2 separate regions of the Xenopus laevis genome follow, and region 1 is linked to region 2. The links are chromatin contacts, called in public Hi-C maps. All regions are on one chromosome and are shown on one strand. The core of a region is the stretch at or near the end of the contact, and the rest is flanking DNA. Distances in the headings are between cores, read along the strand shown. Region 1 has its middle 37 kb from the start of LOC121398868. Region 2 holds the start of sox9.S (SRY-box 9 S homeolog).

Evidence for each region. Hi-C and Micro-C count contacts between places; a contact is called where the count stands out from the background.
Region 1: a Hi-C map of the XTC cell line shows a contact between it and region 2, with 2.1 times the contacts expected there. The contact joins the enhancer-like site here to the promoter of sox9.S in region 2. A contact is called at or near these places in 2 of 4 Hi-C or Micro-C datasets (the XL177 cell line and the XTC cell line).

Annotation. Positions count from the first base shown.
Region 1 is chr9_10S:20,018,547-20,023,291 of Xenopus_laevis_v10.1, reverse strand. No RefSeq gene overlaps it. Among protein-coding and RNA genes, the nearest start is that of LOC121398868, 37 kb to the right of the region's middle. Within about 2 kb of position 2,536, at least 3 of the 7 cell types and tissues checked have an H3K27ac peak or open chromatin away from gene starts, as enhancers often do.
Region 2 is chr9_10S:19,838,931-19,843,671 of Xenopus_laevis_v10.1, reverse strand. It overlaps sox9.S (SRY-box 9 S homeolog), which reads right to left and starts at 3,082. Exons shown (of 3, transcript NM_001090807.1): 1 at 2,411-3,082; 2 at 614-867. The coding sequence starts at 2,841.

The DNA of each region.
Region 1 (4,745 bases), core at 1,287-3,786, 180 kb before region 2:
GTAACACCTAAACTTTTGCTGCTGTGCTTAGGTTATACTGACAGTCATACTGGAGTCACAAGCTAACCAGAAATCACAATGTATGTATGTAAATATATTATATATATATATATATATATATATATATATATATATATATATATATATATATATATATATATATATATATATATATATATATACATATATATATACACACACACATTAGTGATGTGCTGGTCAACAACAAGTCTATGCATACCTGACCCTAACCTGCCATCAGTAAACCTGGGCAATCGCTGTTTATATACCCAGCCCGCAGGAGCAGTGGGGCAGGCATGAGTACTGTATATAAATAAAAAGAGGAGAAACACTGATGTTGCAGTCAGAAAGGGCTGTAAACCAAGCCTGGTGGGTCCTGCGGAGCAGAGACGTAACTACCGGGGGAGCAGGGGGTGCAAGTGGGCCAGAGTCCACACCCCCTCAGTTAAAAAATTAAACTCTGATGCTAATTGCACTTGTTTTTTGAGCTGCTATATACTGAGCACCTGAATTCATTTCTAATCAACCTTGTTTCATGACATTTATATTCTCTATATACAGTAAAGTAGCTAGTTGGCCCGGGTGCAGGCTGTGCAGCTGGGTCCCCCACCTCTGGACTAATATTTCACGTAGTTCTGCACCTAAGTACCTAAGTTCTGGCAATGTAAATAGCATTGAGCATGTGCTGGTAATCAGCAGAAAAGAAGATGGGGTGCTGCTGGTGGAAACTTCAGAATCACTAATTGTCACTGATAAAGGACTTTGGTTGCCTTGAGCTGCTACATCAGCCCAAAACATATGTGCAACATTTCTACTCTACTATTTTTTTTTATTAAGCATTCACCCTCGACCATCTGCCTAACACTGCATTTTTAATTTGGTGCAAGGTGTAAAGTGCAGTTTGCACCTTCCATACTCTGTGTATGGGCTATAAGGGCCACAGTGGTTGTGCCCCTTAGTGCTCCAGCACCTGCAGCATTTCAAGTACAATAATGAGCAGCTTGAAGTTTAGTTCATATTGCTGTGGTTCGTTGGCTATTTTATATTAAGTTATTGAGTGAATAATATATAAAGCATTTTGCACTCTCCTTTACCCCTTATTGTGTAGGAAGTGGTTTGGGTCAACAGGTTTGCCATACATTTGATAAACTAGTTTCTGATGCACAGCAGCTCTCATTACACCTGCATTAACAACAGTCTGCCGAAAGGAATATATTGTAATACTGCTGCCCAGAGTAGCAACCAAGAATATACTACATTGCATTAGTATGTGGGAAAGGTGATTGTGTGGCAGAATGCCACAAGTGCCCAGTTTTCTTTAAGGCGGCATAAAGTTCCACTGATCTAATCAGTAACTTTCTATTAGCAAATACTGTGTTTATAGCTTGTTGAAAGGTTCTTGGCTGAGGAAATTCAACCTGGCTTTCAAGGAATGCTGGGAATTGTAGTCTAGTACATGGCAGTTTGCAAATAGCAGATAGTCTAGTCGTTCTTGAATATTAAATGATAAAATTGCTCCACTGTGCTAAAGAGTTGCTGAGTTTCGTCTTTGGGTACTAGAGCACATTATGTGCCATATGCTGTGGGTGAAGGGGAATCTGGCATTGCTAAGTGCGGCTGCTTCTGCAGTTGGTCTGATGCGTGTTTATCATCCCTGGGGTCCATGTGGCTATTCACATGCCAAATATTTCAGAAGATCAGGCAGCAGTCTGAGCAGTTGGGCTACTTTTGCAGCCACAGTACACAAGATACAATGCCCCTCTAATCCAGGCTTAGCTGGGGCTTGACCCCCCCTAAAGACCTAAGGCTAAGGCCACACTAGGCGATAGCGCCGCGATTTTTAAGCCGCAATCGCTGGGGAAACTTTTGCGCTGGCGTCTATGGGGAATCGCGTAAAATCGCCAGCGTAAAAACACACGCGGCGATCTTTTTTCTATTGTCGCTCGAAATCGCCTAGCGAGGCAATTTCGAGCGACAGTAGAGAAAAGATCGCCGCGTGTGTTTTTACGCGCAAAAGTTTCCCCAGCGATTGCTTAAAAGTCGCGACGAAAAGTCGCGGCGAAAAGTCGCCGCGAGTCAAATCGCGGCGCTATCGCCTAGTGTGGCCTTAGCCTAAGACTGCATTTAAAACTGAAAAACTGTGTCGAGGAAAGACAGACTGAAACACAGTGAATATGACAGCAGATAACTGTCTCTCTCTTTTCAATTCTGCATACCCTGATTTTATTTACCCAGTACTGACCATCTCAGCTAGAAGGCCATACCATAGATTTACTACTATTCTTTACTACTTTTTTTCCTGCAATATGTTGTAGTGCAATGTATCAACAGCTGTCAATAGGAACACCAGCTGAAGAGCTCCATGTTTAAATTATCCTACAATGGGACCCTGCAAACAGGCTCAAGCTGTGCAAGTGAAGGAGCGCTGACCCAAAGGCTCTTTTCCGAACTCAAGTGCAAAAAAAACGCCAGGAGGTGGTGCAGATCATGTTGGGGACCTGTCCATAGTGCTTGCACTAGTGCAGTAAGGACAGGTGCTCAGGTGCTCAGTGCACAGAGCAGTGGGGCACAAGTGCTCCTAGAATTCAAGCTCCTGCAGGGTCAAGAATAACTCCTCTGGCCTTATCCTGTTATATTTCTCCATATAAATTGTGAGCTCTAATAAGTATTTAACTCCTGTGTCAGTCATTTGTACGTGACCTGTATGTTTCTGTTGTACAGTGCTGCAGAATATGTTGGTGTTTTAGAAATATTTGAAGTATTTTTAGAAATAATAATGATCATAGTTATAACTGCACTTATGTGGCTTTTAAATTTGCCTTATAGCAGAGAATAGAATGTGAATGTAACCTCATTGGGTGGCAGTAACAGTAGTGCAAATTCCTTATGGGTGAGAACAGGTGGGTTTCTATTTCCTCTTGTTACCTGGTGGTTGCCACAGAGATAATCCTAAGTGAAACAATGCATTGGTATAACCGGTTGAGCAGAGACTGGAGAGCAACGGAGCAGGAATAGAAGTGGAGAGAGAGAGAAAAAGGAAATGTTAAAAGAGATTTAAAATAATGAGAGAAATGCGAAGCAGAATAATACAGTATATAACCCAAGCTAACAGAACAATCCAAATGTGTCCCGTTGTATGGTATCCAGGCACCAATCAGTTAGGAGTACTGTACAGGTTGGTCTGGGCATGTCAAGTCTCTGCTTAATACTTTATTGCCTGTTATGTTTGAGTAGTGTAATTTTAAGACCGCTCTGAGGCTAGGAGATTAAACAGCGACAATCTGCACATGATGACTTTCCCACATGCTCCGAGTTGTGTCCTAGGTGCTTATTGGGGTGTTTGTACTACTGTGGGTGGCTGGGTGCCATAACGAGTATTGCACATAGAGACTTCTCTGCTGGAGCTCTTGTGCATGTCACATGGAACTGTCAAGCTCACAAAAAATCTCTTCTCCAAATTGCGAGAACTGGTATGATCTTGACTCTTGCTGTGGATTTGACTGAATTACAGCCCTGTTGCCACTAGATGGAACTGTAACCATATCATAAAAAGAAAAGACCCCTTGAGAAGTGGGCAATGGCTATATTGGAGACCATCTGCAATCTGGCATGCAAGAGGTTGCTGCTGTTTAAAGAAGTGAGTACACTGTACAGTACTAAAATTCTTTTCCCAGCACCCGTGGTAGTCTTAAAATACACGTTAGACAACAGCACCAGACTAGAAAGCTACGACTTTAAGCAGCAAGAATGATTCCGTATGGATAAAATTTTATCTTTTCTCACCGTATATGTCGGTATTTCAGGCCTTAATCTACTGGGCACAACAATGCCCAACATTTTTTACTAGCCAGATGCTTCACTTGCAGTAAACAGACTAACATCTATGATCATATAAACCAACTTCCAGTCACAGTATGGCTGGAATCAGAGGTATTATTGTTGTGCACCCCAATCATGCCCCTTGCTCTGCCCCCAGCTGGGGGGATATAAATACCATTTAGGGGGAGGGTTGACTGGACTGTTTAGGCCCATAGCTCATAACAAGAATTACACACATATAAAGCGTCATTTTCTGGTTCAGGAGTATGTAAAATAAACCCAAATTATCACTTTAAATGGCATTCAGGCTGGGCTCAGAACCTCTTGGTTTAAAAACAGCTAAAACCTCAGTTGAAGTGCCCATTCCCCTCCCCAGTTTCTAGCAACAGTATGGCCTTGCACCTCTATCTTGTACCAATTATAACACTTCCCCAGGCTCTAATAAATAAGATTATCTTTTTCTAATATTGTACATTTTGAACCATTTATGCCTTCCAGCACTCACAGGGTTACAGCAGCACTGAAGTGGAATTTTGGAGGCTGATTCTGAGCATACCTGGCGGCATATCAGCTGTGACAGGGAGTTTACAATTCTTAACAAGGGAGGCACAAATTTAACTTATTTCCCTATTACACTTCCCCTTTGGAAGACCTGGAGTGAGTTCAAACTTGTCCCAGAGAAGGGGGTCTGTGGCCTACAATAAAGATGTTCTTAGTATTAAAGGGCCTTTTTGCCTAGAGGATGGTTTAACCAAGGACTTACGGGGGAAGTAACAACCAAGAGGTGAATACCAAGATTAGGAGAATTTCTACAAAAAACAAGGCCCTAAAAAAACCTTGTAGCAGCATACATTGGAGCCATTAAGCATTTTATATTCGTTCATATAAACAGTTATTTAGGTCAA
Region 2 (4,741 bases), core at 1,833-4,332:
ATCACACTTCTGTAATATGGGTAATACCAGATTTTGGCTTCAGACCAGCAATACTAACACTTTCTGTACAAAACAGAGTGGAGGCTGTGTTCCTGGGTAGAGACGGTGCAGCTCCCACTGCTGTGTATTTATATTGGCAATAGCTAATCTGTCAGATCACGTGCTGAGACCAGACTGCTAACAGTGTAGCCCACATTCTACAACCGGTGGTTCTCCATCTGCTCCTAAACTTTGAACTGCCAAGATGCCGGCAGCCGATATCCAACTTCTTGCAAATCCCCTGATTAGCAAATGTATTAACCCAGAAATCCTGAAACTCAACTACAATCCCCATCACCCTTAGCCAGTTGTAGTCCGGACATACCTAGCGTAGATGGATGCTTAAAAGCACTTAATGATACATGACCTGCATTAAAGCCAGAAGCCCAGTTTCAAGAACATGAAGAGATTTTGTACAAAGACTCCCTAGATTTCCAAATTAAGGTGTAAAACCCCTTTCTGCAATGTCAAAGCACAGGGACAAGCAGTCTAGTCTATTCTCTGCTGAATATATTTGCAATGTGTTGCAATGTGCTTAAACCTTTATTATCCAACACAAGTATAGGCTCCATACCTGAATGTTCTCCAGGAGAGTGGACTTCGCTCATGCTGGAAGAGGAATGCGGGGAGTCAGCCTGTAGGGCCTTGAAAATTGCATTAGGGGAGATGTGGGTTTGCTCAGCACCATCCTCTTGTTCTGTCTGCCCATTCTTAACGGACTTTCTGCGCCGTGGCTGATACTTGTAGTCGGGATGATCCTTCTTGTGTTGGACCCTCAGCCTCTCTGCTTCCTCCACGAAAGGGCGTTTCTCACCCTCATTCAGAAGTCTAAGAAAAAACAATGTGGGTGGCGGTCAGTATATAAATATATAAATATGTAGATAAGGAATTATTAGTTGCAGGGGGCTAGCACTCCCTTTGTGATTTGGAGTTTTTAATGTACTCAAATTATACAGAATTATTTGATATATAAAGACATTTGAAGCCTAATAACTGCATACTAATTATTGTCCTATCCAGGGTTTTAGAGGGGATTTCCTGAATCAGAAAGGGCCCCTTGGATCCCCGCTGGACATATTCTTGTGAACCTACAAATTCCAGTGTTGTCCTATAGTTTCAGAGACAGTTCAAGGCTGGATATATAGCTAGCTTAGATAAAGGACACACGTTCTTCCCTGAGCGGTAATCTAAATCATTATCTTGACCAAACAACCATTACACTCTACTAGAATTAATGAGTCACTGCTTCTGCCAAACTTTATCTGTTATTCGGCCAATTATCAAGTGGGGCGCTGCAAGAGGCATTGCTTTGGTGGGTAAAAGAAAAACCAATCGCATCTGAGCTGGAAAAATCCAGTTTTATAATGCAGGAAGCATTTAAGATAAGAGCGCAAAAGCTTGTTTGAAGTGGTTTGAGTCATTTGCCAGGAACTATTATAAAATTGCTCTATACACCTGATCCTTGCAAAAAGGGGTTAATCTTAATGGTTGTGACACACATAAAACTCCCCAGCAAGGCAGGGTGGCTATAGTGAACAGTCAGAACAAACAATGCCCTTAAATAACATTTCTGGGTTAGATGTACATGGCCCACCTTGAACATGTACCCCTGTAGGAGTTTCTAATGCCTTTTGCATTTCCATTGTATTCTGCATAACAACACAGTTTTTTTTAGATTAGTCATTAGCCTCTGCATATTACCCTTTGCATTACTCACATTACCCCTTGCATTACTCACACACGTCTACATTACACATTCTGCACTGCCACATAGCAAAGCATTATCATTAATTGCAGAGCATTTTGGGTTATCCCCTACCCAGTGCCTTGCAGTATCCAACAACAACATTGCTCCAAGGATAACTTCACATTCTGCACTAGGAACACAACCTCCAGCACCCACACCACCCATTGCATTTTACATTACTCTAACCCAGTAGCACAGCAGGCTGGGAATCAGATTAGCTCTTACAATCATTATTCTTTTGTTCCAAAACCTTAATTGCAAATGAGGGGTTCGGCTGGTAAGGAGATCATGGTACAGTCAGACTGAGAGCTGGCAGACTGGCACCATCCATGATTCACCTAAGCAAAGCTAAATAGCAACTGTACAGACTTCCAGCACATCTCCTGACAAGACTGGGCTGCAGTGCCAAAGGAGCCGCCAGCAGAAAGGCAGGAGAGTTAGAGCAGCGCACAAGGCGCAAAGTGCCAATAAAGCTGAACTGCGCTAAGGCGCACGGCTGGCAAAGCAACAACCACATATCTGCATTAGACCCCACTTCTCCCTCCGTTACCCACCATCTGAAAACAGGTGAAATATATACCAACACCTTAAAATCTGAGTTCACCAAAGTAATTGTCCACTTACCTCCATAACTTTCCCAGCGTCTTGCTGAGTTCTGCATTGTGCAGATGGGGGTACTGATCAGCCAGCTTCCTCCTTGCAGCCTGTGCCCAGACCATGAAGGCGTTCATGGGTCTCTTGACATGGGGCTTGTTCTTGCTGGATCCATTAACTCTGACTGGCATCGGTACCAGGGTCCAATCATATCCCTTCAACACCTGGCTGACCGCTTCTCTGATGCACACGGGGAACTTCTCATCCTCCGTCTCCTTCTTCAGCTCCTGGTCCCCTTTGGGGAAAGTGTTTTCTTGGGGTCTGGTGTTCTCCGTGTCGGAGCCGGAGCCAGAGGGACATGGGGAACCTGCCGAGTCGTCGGACATTGTTGGGCTGGGAGCCCCGGACATGCACTTATCTTGCTCTTCTGTCATCTTCATGAAGGGATCCAAGAGATTCATGCGCAAAAATGGGGAAAGGTAAGAAAGTTGGAGAAGAGAGTTCGGCAGTGTCTGCGTCTTCCCGCACCTCAGTCTCAATGAAAATGACCAAATCTGCTCTTCAGCAAAGGCACCCAAAATCAAAGGGGAGACTGACACGCCAGCCCCTTCAGTTATGCACAGTGCTCAGCCCTTGCACCCCAGTGCGCAATTAGTTGGGTACAGAGATAGCCTCTCCTCCCTCTCCGCTCACACACACTGCTCCACTTTCACGTCTGTTCTTCTTCAGGGTGAGAGCGCAGCATTAAATACCCTCCTCCTCCTAGAGCCACGCCTCCCTCAGCGGAGAGCAAGCATTGGCTGCAGCGATTTGGAAGAGGGTGAGGATGGGGGGGGGGGGGTGGAAGAAAACACTGCTGAAATAAAATTTAAGGAAGAGAGAGAGAGAGAGAGAGAGATATGAAGTTTTGCAGTTGAACTTTTTCAGATATCACTACTAGCAAATTCTGCCTTTGTCTTGCTGCAGCTATAGGTGTATTTTCTTTTGGGGGGATGGGGGGGATTAAAATAAGCAAATATTGTTCATAAATATAAAACAGACAGGAGAGAAAAACTGAGCATTCATCTCCAGTACATGAAAGGGTTAATTGTTTGGCATCTATACCCGGCAGTGATACAATGGAGCCTAGTAAAAAACAAAAAAAAAACAAAAACAAACCCAATATACGCATATTTATTCACGCATTTATGTCGTGCGTATTCTGGAGCCGCAGTTCTCAAACGAATGTAAATGTCAAAGCAATATCTACCATTAGAGTGTAAGCTCAGCGATGGCATTATGGTTATTTGTGGAAACTCCTTGTTGAATGACGTAGAAAATAATCAGTACCCTTTTTATACCCTTCCTGGGCATCTGCCTTTATAAAGATATATATATATATATATATATATATATATATATATATATATTTTTTTTTTTTATGGGATCTTGCATGATATCGTAGACTAGTAAGCTCGTCCTATGGTCTTGCACTCTAATGACAAAGCTGCCAAAAGGCTGAGGCATCTGTCTGTCTATCTTACTATCTAGCCATCCCTTTTCCCCAATTCTTCCAGGAAATTAACGCATATTTTGTTGAAATCATACATTATAGTTACATATAGTTAAAACTGTTTTAAAGGGGTTGTTCACCTTTGAGTTATCTTTTAGTATGATGCAGAGTGATATTCTGAGACCATTTGCAGTTGGTTTTCATTTTTTACTTGTGTTTTTTTTTGGGTTATTTAACTTTTTATTCAGCAGCTCTCCAGTTTGTAATGTCAGCCACTTAGTTGCTAAGGTCCAAATTACCCTAGCAACCATGCATTGATTTGAATAAGGGACTGGAATATGAATAGGAGAGGACCTAACTAGAAAGAGGAGCAATCAAAAGTAGCAATAACTATAGGTATGTAGCTTTACAGAACATTTATTTTTAGATGGGGTCAGTGACCCCCATTTGAAAGCTGGAAAGAGTCAAAAGAAGACTACAATTAATAAAAAAAAACCTATAAATAAATAATGAAGACCAATTGAAAAGTTGCTTAGAATTCGCCATACTAAAATGTAAGTTTAAATTTAAAGAATAGCAGAACTATGGGTAGGTAGAGAATATATCAGAAATCTTACTTGGGATTTGTTTGTCCCATAGATTAGGTTAGATTTTATATTACTGAGTTAAAATAGACACGATTTATGTTGAAAAATGAAATACACCAAGACCTCAGTAAGGATTTGGGATGTAGTTCTCAATTCTGTACGTAGAGGGCGCTAATGTCACAGAAAACCAAACCAACTGTTTTTTTTTTTTTATTAGGAGGCTGGAGAGTTTTGGGGGAGGAGAAGAGGAAAGAGATATTATCCCCTGTATTTTTTTTTTTT